Linked DNA regions of Gossypium arboreum: region 2 is linked to region 1. A link is a contact called in public Hi-C data. All regions are on one chromosome and are shown on one strand. Each heading gives the region's core, a stretch centred on a gene start, on an enhancer-like site or on the middle of the called end of the contact. The rest is flanking DNA. Distances are from core to core; before and after follow the strand shown. Region 1 holds the start of LOC108460609 (serine carboxypeptidase II-2). Region 2 has its middle 9.9 kb from the start of LOC108457726.

Region 1 (7,501 bases), core at 1,424-3,923:
ATGATAATTGCAAAGTTCCCAAGTTAATCCCTACACTTAGGGGCTAGTTTCTTTAGTTTCCTTGTTCAAAGAAACCTCATTATTCCCATCAGTTTCACTGTTGTGCTTTTGTATTCCAAAGGACAAGAAATTGTATTTTACCATATTTAAAGAAATACAAGTGAGAAATTACTGTTTACCTCCATAACTCTCTCCGGCAATGTAGAAATCCCTTTCTTTATACTGAGGAAAGCGTTCAAGCCACTTTAGCAAAAACGTCAGTGAATCCTTGGCTGTACATCAATGAATAAGAAGCTATACTTGCACAAGCTAGCCAAAACAAAAATTCAAATAAAGTATGAAGTAGAAATGTATTCAGCCTCACCAGTTCTTTTATCACCATTGTTAAGCAAATCAGAGGAAGTATTTGAATATGAAAAACCAACTCCAACAGGAGACTCAAGAAATAAAATGTTGACAACTGCAAAGCATTAGAAGAATATGAAACAAATGTTTACTAATATTGGAATATTTCTAACATTCACATTTCTCAAGCTGAAATCGTAACAGCAATAAGTAATACCCTTAACATAGATCTAAGGAAACAGCCATTTTTTGTCAAAAGGGGTAAAGAACTTCTAACAGTTATTCAAGCATGACATGTAGTTTCCTCTGTAATGCAAGGAATTAATCAGGATTCCATAGATCTCAAATGGAAACGATAATCATATAACCAGAACACTGTTTTTAGCCATTTGAGTTTGTCTTTTTGGGTGTCCACACAGGCACATCAACGTGTTAGTAAAGTTCACACCAATAGCAGCGAATAATGGCCGCAAAAAGTGTCGTAACAGAGAATAGCGGTAATAACGGACAACTATTTCCGTTTTCAATGATATTTTATGAAATTCAAAGATTTGAAGCAGGAGAAGGAAAAGGAATTGAAAATTTGTGCAAATTTGAAAAAAATTCACCACTGCTATGCCTGCAATGACTGCGATAGCATTCACTATTTCCGCAATCATGATAAACACAATGCGACCGGAAACATGACTGCAACCGCAATTTAAATCCCTGAGTAGAGGTGGAAGATCAGGGAGCAAGAGTGCAGTCAACAACTTTAGATTTGAGTACTAAATAGATTCATAAAAACCCACGATAACCTAAGGGGAGAGCTCGAGTGACCAGATGAAACGATGCACCAAAAGGAAGCAATAGATTGCAAACAAAAATAAATGCTATGAGTGATATTGCAATTGAATTAGTTCGCAATGCAAGCATATTGTCAGCCATAACAGATCATTTTCTTCTATGTAAGAAACCAACTATAATATCATTTCTAGAGGTTTAACAAATGAAGTGAAACAATTCCATTTCTTACACCAGCTATTAGCAACAGTAAAGAGAAACTTTAGTCTTGCAAATGCTGTTTCAAATGGCTCAACTTTCACAGTTAACTTTTAAGGTATTGATTACCTTGATTCCAAGAGTAAGGGTTCAAGTAAACGGTCTTTCCATCTGGCCTAATATGAAATGGACCTATTTCCTCTGCTTCACCATAAGCAACTGATGAACATCCGGGTCCTGAGGACATAAAACTCTAAATAAGTACTATATTTTTCCCCTACTGAGAAGAAATGTTAAGAAACCACACAAAAATATATTTCTAAAAAAAAAACAAAACAAGATAATAAGAAATACAAGAGCCAACACAAAATAGGCAATAAGAAGAAGAAAGTTCTGCAGATTTTAACATGAACAAAGAGAAACAAAGCTAAGCAGATGACATAATCACCGGTGAGATTTAGAATAGAAAAAATTCTATACCCAGAAAATGAACACAATGAAATCATAAAAGCAGCGATTAGTGATTCAAAAACATAGTCAACAATCAGTAAAAAACACCGGTTACAATATAATCACTTCTTAAAAAAGCAAAACTGAATTAATCAAATAGTGCTACAAAAGGGGGGAAAAGTCAGAAGACAAGAATCTTAAAAAAATTTCAAACTATGACCTCCATTGAGCCAAAGTAAAAGTGGCTTGGAATCAGGATCCTTAGCAGCTTCGAAGAACCAATAAAAGAGAGCTCTCCCTGAGTGTTTATTCACAGTAACATAACCAGCATAGTGTGCAAAGTCCACAGTGAAACTCTGCCCCGGAAGGTTATGAACTTTATCAAGTTTTTGCTGGGCAATTGAGTCTTCCAAGGAAGCTGCAATTAAACAACTACCCAGGGAGAGATAGAAGCTGATAAAGGTAAAGAAGGTCATAAGACCAAAACCCCATCTTGGATCTGGCATATATTTGTTTTAGGGTAGTTAAAAGTAAGATTGTTTTATTGGTTTTCATTGGTTTTATATAGAAAGAGATAGTTGAAAGAGTGACGCAAGCAAGCAAAACTTGGGTCAATTATTATGTCCCATTCTCCAGTTGCCTGCTTGCTTGCTTGCTTTGTTGGTTTCTGTCATGCTGTTGGCTTGCTTTGTTAGTTTCTGTCATGCTGTTTGTGCGAAGGAATAATTGTTGCAGAAAATATTAAAAAGGTAAAAACTGAAAATTGTTTTTTCTGCATATGGGGGTTGGTGGCCGGTTAGACGGATGGTCCGCTATTATGTGTGAAGCTATCCCTTCAGATCCGAAGGTATACTCAAAAAGTTAAATGGTTTTGATAATATGCGTTTGAATAAAAAATATATTTTCTAAACAGATTTATCTCAAATAGAAATTGTGGCCCGAATTCGTCTCGAATCAACTGTTTCGTTATTGTTTTGTTATTATTTTATTATTATATTATTATTATTTTGTTGTTACAGTTTAGATATGCAGACTTTTTTAATATATTTTTAATTTGTTGAGAAATAATTATTTTAATATTTTTATATATTTGATGTATTTTATTTTTAAAATTTATTTTTATATAAAAATAATCTAAAAAGAAATTTAATAAGAACAGGTCGAGTCGAATTCGAGCTTAACATTTTTAATCTTGGTTGAGTTTGGGTAAATTTTTAGGTCTATTTTTCATGTTGGGCAGGACCCAAACCTAAAAAACGGGTCAATAATTGTGCATTGTCCCAGTATACTATTAACATAATTAATGTTTATTCAAATTGCTTAAAATTTTATAATTTTATTAAAATTAATAATACCAATCCAATAAAAGAGTATGGGTTAATTTTTTTTAAAATTTTATAAACATTATATTTTAGTGGGTTGTATTGTTAATTTTATTAAAAAACTTTATAATATTAAAAATTTTATAGCTTTTTATTATAAATTTTTATTTTTTATGATTTTTAATAATTTTAAATTTTAAAAGGGCTTAATTATTTTTTAATTTGTTATTAAAGCCTTTTGACCTTTTAACGTTATTAGTTTCAAAAATTTTAATTTACTTCCAATAAAAGAGTATGATCAATTTGAACAAATGTGTAAAGGTCGAGAACTAAATTTGTTATTATACCTTATAAATAAACACCAATTTTTAACGAATGAGCAATTTTACTCACTCATCTAACATACAAGGGTCGATTTGTCTATTTTTTCATTTAAGGGGCTAAAATGCAATCCATTATATAGTATAAGGGGTTTGGTGGTACTTTTACCATCTAAAATTTAGTCCAAACTCATTCATATTTATAGATAACTAATTCAAACCCATTTTAGGTCCACCCATATCATGTTTTTTATTTTTTTTAAAAAAATATGGGTTAATATATATTTTGGCCCTTAACTTGCCTATTTATACCTAATTAGTCCTTTCTTTTTTTTTACCTAGTTAGCCCTAAACTTGTATTTTATCAACCAGTTTGGTATCTCTACACTAACATCACTAGTTTATGTTGATGTAATATTGCTAGCCAATCCAATGGTGCCACATAACAGTCTCCTAGAATGGCATGGGACCAACATAAATTAAAACTACTAAAATATATAAATATATAAATATAATTAAAAAATAAATAAATTTAAATAAAAACTTTGTTATTTTTCAAACAATGAAACCAACCATTTGGAAGGGTTGAACTTGGGCTTGGAAAATATATTAGGATTGGGCTTAAGTTTGCCCAGCTCATGAACACCTCTATTATAGATGAAAGGGATGTATTAGGTGCAATGAAGGTAAAGCAGGCAAAATAGTCCCGAGCCTGAAAGCCCACTCGTGCCAATTTGAGCTCGTAATGTACTGCGTCCAAGAAAGATCGAGCCGATAACTGATCTGAATCCAACAAAATTGCAGCCCAAGAAAGCTCGAGCCCATAACAGATTTGAGCCTAAGATTGATTTGGCTCGAGCCCGAGATAAATCTAACCCAAAGCCCAAAAACACTCAAATTTGTAATCGAACAATAATAATAAACCTTAATAATTAATATATTTTTATGTTATTACTTAAAATAAAAATAAAATATAAATAAATGATAATTCTTTATTTTTGAAAATGTATTCATATGCATTGCATATTTATATTAAATTTTATTAATAAGAAAAATAATTAATAATAATTTTTATGTCAAATTATAAAGTGAAATAAGTTTTAGAAATATTAATTTAATATAAAATATTTTAATATCTGTAATTATATATGTATAAAATATATATACAATTAATAATTATTAAAATATATAAAATTAACCTTTAATAATAATATTATATAACCATTACCGAAATCGATTACCTTATCTAACTTTAAAAATTGATATTGTAACAGCTCGATTTTGGGCCTAGTCGGAACAGTGGTTTAGGAACCACTATTCCGAGGCCGGAGAAGATTATTTTTATATTATTTTATGTGTTATAATGTGATTTTATAAGTGCATGTTAGTTTTAATAAACTAATTTTAGCGATTTCTAGCTTAAGTTCGAAAAATGGCTAAATCACGAAAAGGGTAAAAGTTATATTTTAGTACCTAAATGTGTTAAATAGCTAGATAAATAAAATTGGGGGCCTTTAAAGGGAAATTAGACCCTTTTTAAGAGTGTTGGCAGGCCATGAGTGATAGAAAAATCAAACGGTCAAAAATATTAGGTGGATGATGTCATTTTTGGTGATAAAAATAATGCTTATGCCTAGCCTTCATCTTTTTCTCTCCATTCTCTTCTTCTTAGCCGAATTTTCCATCAAAAACAAGGGTTTTGAGCTTCAAAAACTTCCAGCCACTTTGAGTCCTCTCAAGTAAGTGATCTTTGATTTTTTTTTTCTTGATGAGTTTTACATTTTTGGAACCCCTAAAGCATAAGCTTTCAAATGAGGGGTTTAGTTTGCAAAATGATAAAGAGTCTAGGGTTTTACCATGAATGTATATGTGTTGTTGCTGAGTTTTTATAGAAGAATATGAGTTGTAGTTGTCTAATAAACAACTTTTGTGAAGGAAATTTGCATGAAAATACCTTAAAAAGGTTATTATGCAAAGTTGTAAAATGGGTTGTTCATGTGTGTGATAATGATTTTTGTGAGTTGTCATAGTTATGAAAATGGTTTATCTAGGCTTAAGGAGTAAATAAATTGAATAAAAATCTTAGTTCGAGTCTAGGGGCAATTTGGTAATTTTAGCAAAATAGAGGGGCAAAATTTTAAAATTTGCCAAAATGTGTCAATGGACTAATTTGATTAGTATATTGTTTTAATTAGCTAAATGTGATGTTTTAGATCTTGAAAAATGCGATTTGGGCCTAGAACGGAGAAAATCAATTTATGGATGATTACATCTTTTTTTCACCTTTGTGGTATCTAGGTAAGTTCGTATAGTAACAATAATGCAATATCATGCTTGAATTAAAATTCTTTATTGTTATGGCATTAAGTGTATGATTTAAAATATTAGAAGTTTGATGGAATATGGTTTTTCTTTGAAACGAGTAAGTTTGTATGAAAGTAATGTTCAACTTCATTATGATGTGCTTAATACTTGATATTGTACGAAATGTGGATGTATGCCTTTATTGGAATTGACTTGTGAGGATTCAATGAAAATGTGATGATATGTGTGCTAGTATAAGACCATATCCGAGACATGGCATCGGCACTAACATGAAACCTTGTATAAGACCATATCCGGGATATGGCAACGATATGTGGATCCATGTAAGACCATGTGAGGGACATGGCCTTGGGCATTCTATTCGGCGTATGATAATTCCGAACATCCTTTAGCATCCCGAGTGTTCAACGGGTAATGTAATGGATGATGTGATGAAAGCTCTAAGAAGAGCATGTTAAAGAAGGTATGATTATATATTTTATCACGAGTTGGTATAGGTATGTACACTGAGCTTATGAGTAATGCCTTGATATGTGATAATCTATGATGTATATAGTATTTGGTGAATACTATGGAAATGGCATGATTTGGAATAAGTCTATGATATTTGATGACAATGTGATTATAGGTCCATGCTTATGATGCATAGCTATGTGTTCTTACCATGATAGATGATATGATGTTGTATTAATTTGGTGAACAATAATTGTGAATGAATAAATTAGCCTGGACAGTTTTGGGCTATTGCAGTGGTGTAACTTTGAAAATACACCAAAAATAGTGAAAAATGAGTTAGAAGCTGAATAAAATATGGAAATAAATCTTATTGAGTCTAGTTTCTTATAAAATAAACCGTGTAAGCAAAATAATTTCCTATAATGAGATATTTGAAGTTGTGTGGGACAGAGTCAGAATGACTTCGAAATCCCCTGTTCTGATTTGAGAAAATCATTATAAATTGTACAAAAATGGTTATGAGTTATTATTTATATTATTAGAATCCTTTATGAGTCTAGTTTCAATAGAAATAGATGATAACATTATTCGAGTCCTGTGCTATAAGATAATTGAACTTTAGTGCAGAAGGGTTTGAATTGTCAGATAGTGAATCATGGGTAAATTTGAGGAATAAACTGTACTAATTGACTAAACCAAAAAGTTCTGGAAATTTTGTGATAGAAAGGTACACGAGTCTAGTTTCAAGGAAAATTAATGGAACTTAATTTGGAGTTTTATAGCTCCAGATATAAATAATTTAGTGACTATTGATCAAGAAGACAACTTGTCGTGAATTTGAGAATATGTTGTAAACATTGATAAAACATGTTAATGAGTTGCTTATTATTTTCATATGAACTTACTAAGTGTAAAGCTTACCCCACCTTTCTTTCCTATATTCCCTAGGGTTGCCAGGTTAGCTCGGGTTGGAGGCCGTCAGAGATATTATCACACTGTTGAGTTAACGCTATCGACGTAAGTAAATCTTAGTGTTTTGAGTCTATGGCATGTATAGGGTTTTAATGTTGAGTATGTGATATTGTGATTTAGCCAAAGGCATTGGCTTGTTATTAAGGTAGTATATAGTCATGTGAATTATCCTATGTCGGCTAATGACGTTATGGGCCTATATGATTATTCTTATACATGTATGTTATTATCTCTTGTGATGTGGCTTATAGCATGTATGCCTAGAGATTGAATTGAGATTCATTGATGAGTTAGTAATTGATGCAAGATTAAGTGATTGGTAAATAGTTA
Region 2 (7,501 bases), core at 1,993-4,492, 100 kb after region 1:
AATGCTACAAAGTCCCCTTTGAAAATGCTAGAGGGACAGAATATCGATATGAAACCTATTGAGTTATCAATAGGGCTACCACCTATGAGAGAGGTGGGTTGTACATCAAACTTTGAGGGAAAAAGTGGTGACACAAACTGGACATTGGGACAGAGTAAATGCTACTAGTAAGGTCTATCTTAAACACATATCTAGTGTTTTACATTACTTATAGTTGGTTTGGCAAAGACTGTGGTAAAAAAACGATGACCCTTTTAGAGTTTTGAAGCAGGTAAGCCGAGAGGCTTAGAAACCAAAGTTAGCGGTAAAACTCAAGGTCAACCCGATGTTCAATGTAGAAATGCCTAAGCCTATTTGTGCAGACCAAGAGGATCTCAATCAAGACAAGTCACAATGAGGGCAAGTAAGAACGGTGACCTCTTACGATCGAGATGTACAAAAGAAAAATACAATACAAGTTAAGTGATGGCGGAGACATAAGCTAAGGCAAATGTTTCGAGAGGTTGAACTTCCCAACAGAGAGAGTAGTTGAGAATCACCTGACGTATTGAGATCGTTCTGAAACGAGTCAAACTAGTGTCATTCCGAGGACATGACGAGGATATCACGAGAATGGATGAGGGAAAATGTCATGAGCCACAGATTAAAGCCCGTAACCATTACGTACAAAACATCCTATAGAGGTCAACTTATTAAATGGGACTAATTTGACCCATATGAATTGACCCGATTCATGGTGCTCATGGAGAAACCCATCTACTTGAAGCCTATTAAGCACAAGGAAAAACTCCAATAAAACTAGAGCTACCAAGGTAATAAATATAAATCCTAAAGTATAAAGATTAATAGAGTTTAAATCCCTTAAAACTCTCATCTTCTAGATAGGCACAAATTTCAACCGTAGATGTAACTCAATCTGTACCATTGGTTTTGGAGGAGCTCAACTATAAATAAATGTCTTCTCCCTCTTTTGTATTCACTCAATTGTAAACCTTCAAAATAATAGAGATATTTTGAGAGCATTTACTCAAACACTTGGTGTACGTTATTTTTCAGTGGTTTTTTGTTTGTTCGTAGCCTTTTTTGCCTTTCGAGTTTGCTTCAGCTTTACTTCAGTCCCTTAGAAAGTTTCTATGAGAATTCTCATTTTTCGAGAGTAAGGCTGGCTTAGGTAAATTTGAACCTAAGAAATTGTCTAAGGTCATGCGATTTGCTAGACTAAAATTCTAGCCCCATGACACAAAAACCAATTAAGATTAAATCTCAAGTTTTTAGCATAATAAGGTTTTAAGGATGTGGAAATCTGCAACAAGAGTTAGCTAGTTAAATGCTATTATTAAAGAATGGCATTGCTCTACTGAATGAGTTTTTTGGTAGGGAAAGTGAAAGTAAACAAAAATGTTGTTGTTCTATTTTGTCCATCCTTAAAAACATCCCATCATCCACAATCACTCTAGGTTTTGTCAACTATCTACCTTATGTATTCACCGTGTTTAGGGTTCTAAGTTTCTTACTTTAACCCCAACGCATAGGCATTCAATGCACATAATGTTATTTGCAATGTCATAAATTGAAATTAAATGGGTGATTAAACATGATCGCTAAAAGTATAAATCTCAACATGGAAATGATCAATGGTGATTAAAAGCAAAAAAATCTCCAACATGATTTTGAGAAATCAATAAAAGAATGAAATAAGTCTCCACATGGCATTTGGTGTCACCTTTTACTTGGCATTTCTATTCACTTTGAGGTATGGCAAGGCACCAATCACATTGTCATAGTCACTCCGGCTAACTGCATGCTACAGATAGAATTTGCCACAAATACGTTATAAAAGCAAGTCTTATATGAAATACAGACCTAAAGTTTTAAACTTATACGTCAACCAATAAGTGCTTAAACCAACTAAGGTAATGGATCAATTTCTCATATGTACCAAGGATCTTGAAGCATGGACATTACATGCTAAGGAGGCAAGTCCATGATGTTAAACTGTGCATTAGAAGTAAGCCTCTTGGTTTAAGTGTAGTTTATGAGTAAATTCTCACAATCCATGACCAGATTCTATTCCTATGCTTAGTATTTTACTGCGTATGTTAGATTGATTATGCACATGATGTAGGTTACTCGCAATAAATTTAAGTTTTCAAATACCTTAGCCTTTTAAGTTTGGCATGGAACTTTCTCACAATACCAATCCATCAGAATGAAAAAAGTGCAACCTGCCAGTCATCCATCCACCAGTCATGAAACAACAGATAACAACTAACTAGGATTTCACCTAGAAATTCAGTAATAAATGAAGAGGACACTCAAAATCTACACCCTGGATACGAGTTCCTAAGAAAATACTTAAAATCATGTTACTGACAAAGCATTTAGGCAAAACCATGTTACTTTTGAATACCTTGCTGAATCCTTAAGGTCATATGGAACTTTCTCAAACTGAACTGATAAGAGAAATAAAAGTGCAATCTGCATTCAATCTCACCGCACTCAACAAACAATTGGTGACAAAAGATAACCAAGATCCACCATTAAGACCATAGTTTCATTATTTCACTCTAAAAGAAGCTAAGACAGATGCTGTGCAGGACAAGTGATAGAAATGCAGCTATTGATAGCTGCTCCTTCAGGATTCTTTTCTCTTTGGATGACTTAAAATGACAAAACAGAAGGTGATCTAGAACCTGTGTGATAGAAATTATTGACATGCCAAGACACAGTTCATTTACCAATCCCAACTCAACTCGGGAAACCACATTAGCCGAAAGACTGAATGGATCAACTAAGTTCCCACTAATATGGGAGAAAAGAACCAGCGGGGCGGAGGAGGTGAACCAATGTTAGGACATAATTTGAAACCAAACATCCTAGGCTCCTAACGAGAGACCCAATGCATCATCAATCTGGAGCGATTAGTACCTTAGAACCCACCTTTTTTAGACTATCTAAAAGCTCAAATATTCAACAAGCAAATGAACTAGTTTGGTGTGTGAGAAAAAAAAACAACCATTTTGGAGAGGCAATTTACGCTTGTTGTTCTTCTTAGCCAACAAATGCTGCTTCCCAGCTCTTCTCCTAACTAGTTTCCCTCTTCCAGTCACCCTGAACCGCTTTGCAGAAGCCTAATACACCATAAGAGAACACCAAATCCATTAGAAAAGCACAATTGCCAAATTTCTAACTTTTCCAGATTTCTTAAAACACAAAACTAACGCCTTCAAAATTTGAATATTTCCTTCGTTCAGTAAGGAACCAAAGCAAAGAAAGTAGAAGTACCTTGTGGGTTTTCATTTTGTAGCCTTTAGCAGCAAACACATTGAGAGATCGAAATCTTTGGGGGTGCTGTGGTAGTAGTGCAAAGCTTATGGGAAGCAAATGAAGGGAACCCAGAAATGCTTTGAGTGGAACTGAGTTTCAAGGCCTTGCCAAACTTGTTGAATTGGAGGAGTTTGACTGAGCCACGAAAGAGAGGAGTGATGGACGACGGATGTGAATGGAAAAAGGATAAGTTCAAAGACATGGTCGTTAAATTCAGAGAAGAACCCATTGATGATGTTTTGTTTTGTTAAGAAGGATAAGAGCCAAAGGTTAAGGATGGACAAAGAAAACTGGAAAACTGCTGTCTTATAGATGTCACGGAGCTGCCTAACATAGGCGTCAGTGGCCGTAATTGCCTATTCCAAATGGTTACAAGTTTAGGTTTAATACCAGTTTTGGCCCTTGTAATATAGTGAAATTTTTATGTTGACCCTTTTACTATTTTTTTCAGTCACTTTGCCCTCTCTACTTTCGTTATATTCATCACTTTAGCCCCTTGATATTTTTTCTAAATAAAACCTCGCGAGGCCGTTTAAGCCAATTAAATACAAACATACGGAGGGCCAAAGTAAGAATTTAACTATAGTGAGAAGTTCACTATCATAACTACGAGTGAAGGGGGGAACATGTGCACATGATATTTCTTTTAATGTAAACCGTTAAGGGACTAATGTGATGGATGGAATAAAAGTAAAGGGATAAATTGATCAAAAAAAAGAAAAATAATTAAAGTGAGAATTTCACTATAATTTTTGAAATTTGACAAATTTTTAACTCAATTCTGAAATTTTTTTTGTCCGCATTAGAACTAAGAAAGAAAAACCGAAAAATGACCCAAATCAAAGTATTTGAACGGTTTATGAAATGCTTAAAACCAAATCGAATTCTATTTTTATTATATAATTAATCTTTTTGTATAATATAAAATATATATTTTATATTTAAATTAGTAAAAATAATTTAAAAGCTATTGAAATTTTATTAAATTTTGAAGTATTTATGAAAAAGACTTTGAAATTTCGTCAAATAATATTCAAAAGAAATAAAGTAAAGCTCACTAAATTGAATATTCTTGATTTCAAAAATTAATATGAAAAAAATCAAGAATCAAACAAAACTATGATAGATAGTTCAAAAAATTCAAAAAAATCTTACTAAACTAAATGGATATCACCCCAGTCCACATCAATCTTGGAACTTGATAACTTTTCTTATCTTTAGTCCATGTGATGCCAAGGCATCACCTAAAAAACTATAATTTAAGTGATAATGTAGTACAATCTCAAAGTACTACATCATTATAAATACTAAAATTCAGAAATTTTGCTTAGTTCAAAGACTAACATGAACAAAAAAAAAATTCATGGATCAAGTTGAAAAAAATACCAAGTCCAAAAATTAAATGTTACCTTACCCAAAAAATAATTAAGGATTTGATTAAAATAGTAAAATTCATTTTTAGAAAAATATTGACACTCAAGTTTATATTCTATCGTTTGCGAATTAATTTTAAGTTTAATTTTTTAAAAAAATTATATACAATATAAAAGACAAAAGCACTCTCATAATAATATCATTTACTTTTTAAATAGAAAAAATGATTATTTTCTAATTGAATTGATGTTCTATTAATTTATGACATAAAATTCAATCATATATTTTAAGTTAGTTACTATTTGATAAACTAAAAATTAAATCTTGAAAATTTAAGTATTGAATTTAAATTATAAAATTTGTTTGATATGTTTATTAAAATTAAGTATGGAATGCAATTATAGTGTTTGATAAATTAAATCTTAAAATTTTAAAGGTGAAGTATGATACGAACTCGGTTGATGTTAATTCGAGTCTTAATAGTTTGCTCGATCGTGAAATTAAGTAAGGGATGGCTTGTTTCAAGATAGGCTGAAAAAAAAGGATGAAAGATAGGTTCAAACAAGGCTTAATAGATAGTTGAAATGGCTAATGGAAGAATTCGATTAAGGCCAAGAGTGAACCAACAATGAAGATGATTGTTGACCTAATTCTTAAAATGGCACTTAGATGAAAATGGTTTGGAAATAACTTGGTTAACCTTGACCCACTATCTAGCAAGATAGGAACTAAAGGTATGGTTGAACGCCACACTTTGAAAGTGATAAGTTCGGTTAAACAAGAAAGGAATGACAACACAAGCTGAGCTTGATAAGTCGATTCAGTCCAAGAGAGAACAATGAGAGTTGTATTCTCACAAAAGAACAAAAGTAGTTCATAAATTTATCAAAAGTCCTTACAACCAGCAATGAACAAAGTATTTATAGGCTTGAGCTGTAACACCCTTCGCCCGTATCCCTCGCCGGAACAGGGTTCGAGGTGCTACCAGATTTAAACTCAACCATTTATATAAAACCAGGCCGTAAAAATTTTTGAGCAATTTTAAACTTTTCATACACGCGTATATTATCCTTTAATCGGGCTTACAAGGCCCCAAAACATTCATGAGGCATTATTAAATATTTACTAATATCTTAGTCTTGTATCATTTACTTACTCAACAATGAATCACAATTCAAATTCTAAATATACATGCTATAAACCACATCACAGGAGATAATAACATACAAGCATATGAATAATCAAACTACCTTAATAGCAAGCCAAAGTCTTTGGCTTAATCATAATATTACATACTCAACTTTACAACCCTATACATGTCATAAACTCGAAACACAAAGATTTACTTACGCCGATAGCGTAGACTCGACTATGTGATAATGTCTCTGACGGCCTCCAACCCGAGCTAACCTGGCAACCCTAGGGAATATGGGAAAGAAAAGGGAAGTAAGCTTTACGCTTAGTAAGTTCATAAGAAAACAATAAGCAACTCATTAACAAGTTTTATCAATGTTTACAACATAATCACAAATTCACTACAAGTTGTCTTCCTGAGCAACAGTACTAAACTATTTATAACTGGAGCTATGAAACTCCAAATCAATTGCCGTTAATTTTTCCTGAAAATAGACTCATATATCTTCTATCCATAAAATTTTCAGAATTTTTGTTTTGGCCAATCAATACCAGATTTTTCTTAAAGTTTCCCCTGTTTCACTATTTGACTAATCTGACCACTCTTCACTACGAATCAAATTTCTCATTATACAGAATTCAAAATATGTTCTCGTTGATTTCATTTGAAACTAGACTCATTAAGGAGTCTAAGCATATAAATTTTATCTTATAACCATTTTTTTACAAATTATAATGATTTTCTAAAAATAGAACAGGGGACCCTGAAGTCATTTGACTCTGTCCCACGCCACTTCAAATATCTCATTATCAAAAATTCTTTTGCTTATACGGTTTCTTTTATAAGAAACTAGACTCATTAAGATTTAATTACATAATTTATTCAGCTTCTAACTCAACTCCCACAATTTATGGTGATTTTCCAAAATCACGTTACTACTGCTGTCCCAAGTAGATTTATTACAAATTTACTCTTTCACACATTCTTTGCATTCATATTATTTAAACATGTATATCACCAATCAATTTCATCACATATCTATAATTTCACTTAAGCATAATCTCAATACAATACATCATGCTCAATGATTCACACACAACCGTTCAAATTAGTAATTATAAGATGGTTCCGCACATAGCCTACCCTTATCGATAATTTACGATGGTTTTACCCTTACTCACATATATGACATAGGCATTTAAATACTTCAGTGTCAACTTTAATTCAACCGAATTTAACATTGTACCATTTCATAACCACAGTTACTTTCGTCATTCATATCTAAATGGTATTTCACATAATTCATATAACCTTTGACCATGACCGAATACACACATACACATATGACATCTTCACCTATGCTTCTCATTTCACATTCATGATTCAATTCCAATCGATCTAACATGTATAAGTATATATCACATACCTGGCCAACTTAATGTATTGAACAAATCCAATTGCCGATTTAACACAAGGTCTCATAGTCTTAGACTTTTATCAAATCACCGGCATTTAGCCTGCTAGGTTTTAAACCCGAATTCATCATCAGCACGAAGCCTGCTAGACTTTAAGTCTGAACTCATTCACTGGCATTTTGCCTGCTAGGCTTGAAGCCCGATATCATTTCACCAACATTATAGCTGCTAGGCAAGCTGATATTATCTC

What was found. A called contact is a pair of places that touch in the nucleus more often than the background predicts.
Region 2: a Hi-C map of leaf shows a contact between it and region 1, with 1.5 times the contacts expected there. The contact joins the enhancer-like site here to the promoter of LOC108460609 in region 1. A contact is called at or near these places in 2 of 5 Hi-C or Micro-C datasets (both in leaf).

The regions. Positions count from the first base shown.
Region 1 is chr4:66,122,449-66,129,949 of ASM2569848v2, forward strand. It overlaps LOC108460609 (serine carboxypeptidase II-2), which reads right to left and starts at 2,674. Exons shown (of 10, transcript XM_017760170.2): 1 at 1,997-2,674; 2 at 1,456-1,563; 3 at 365-460; 4 at 180-272. The coding sequence starts at 2,282.
Region 2 is chr4:66,223,024-66,230,524 of ASM2569848v2, forward strand. It overlaps the pseudogene LOC108458454. Among protein-coding and RNA genes, the nearest start is that of LOC108457726, 9.9 kb to the left of the region's middle. Within about 2 kb of position 3,243, at least 2 of the 2 cell types and tissues checked have an H3K27ac peak or open chromatin away from gene starts, as enhancers often do. A contact at or near this core is called in leaf, where this site is marked.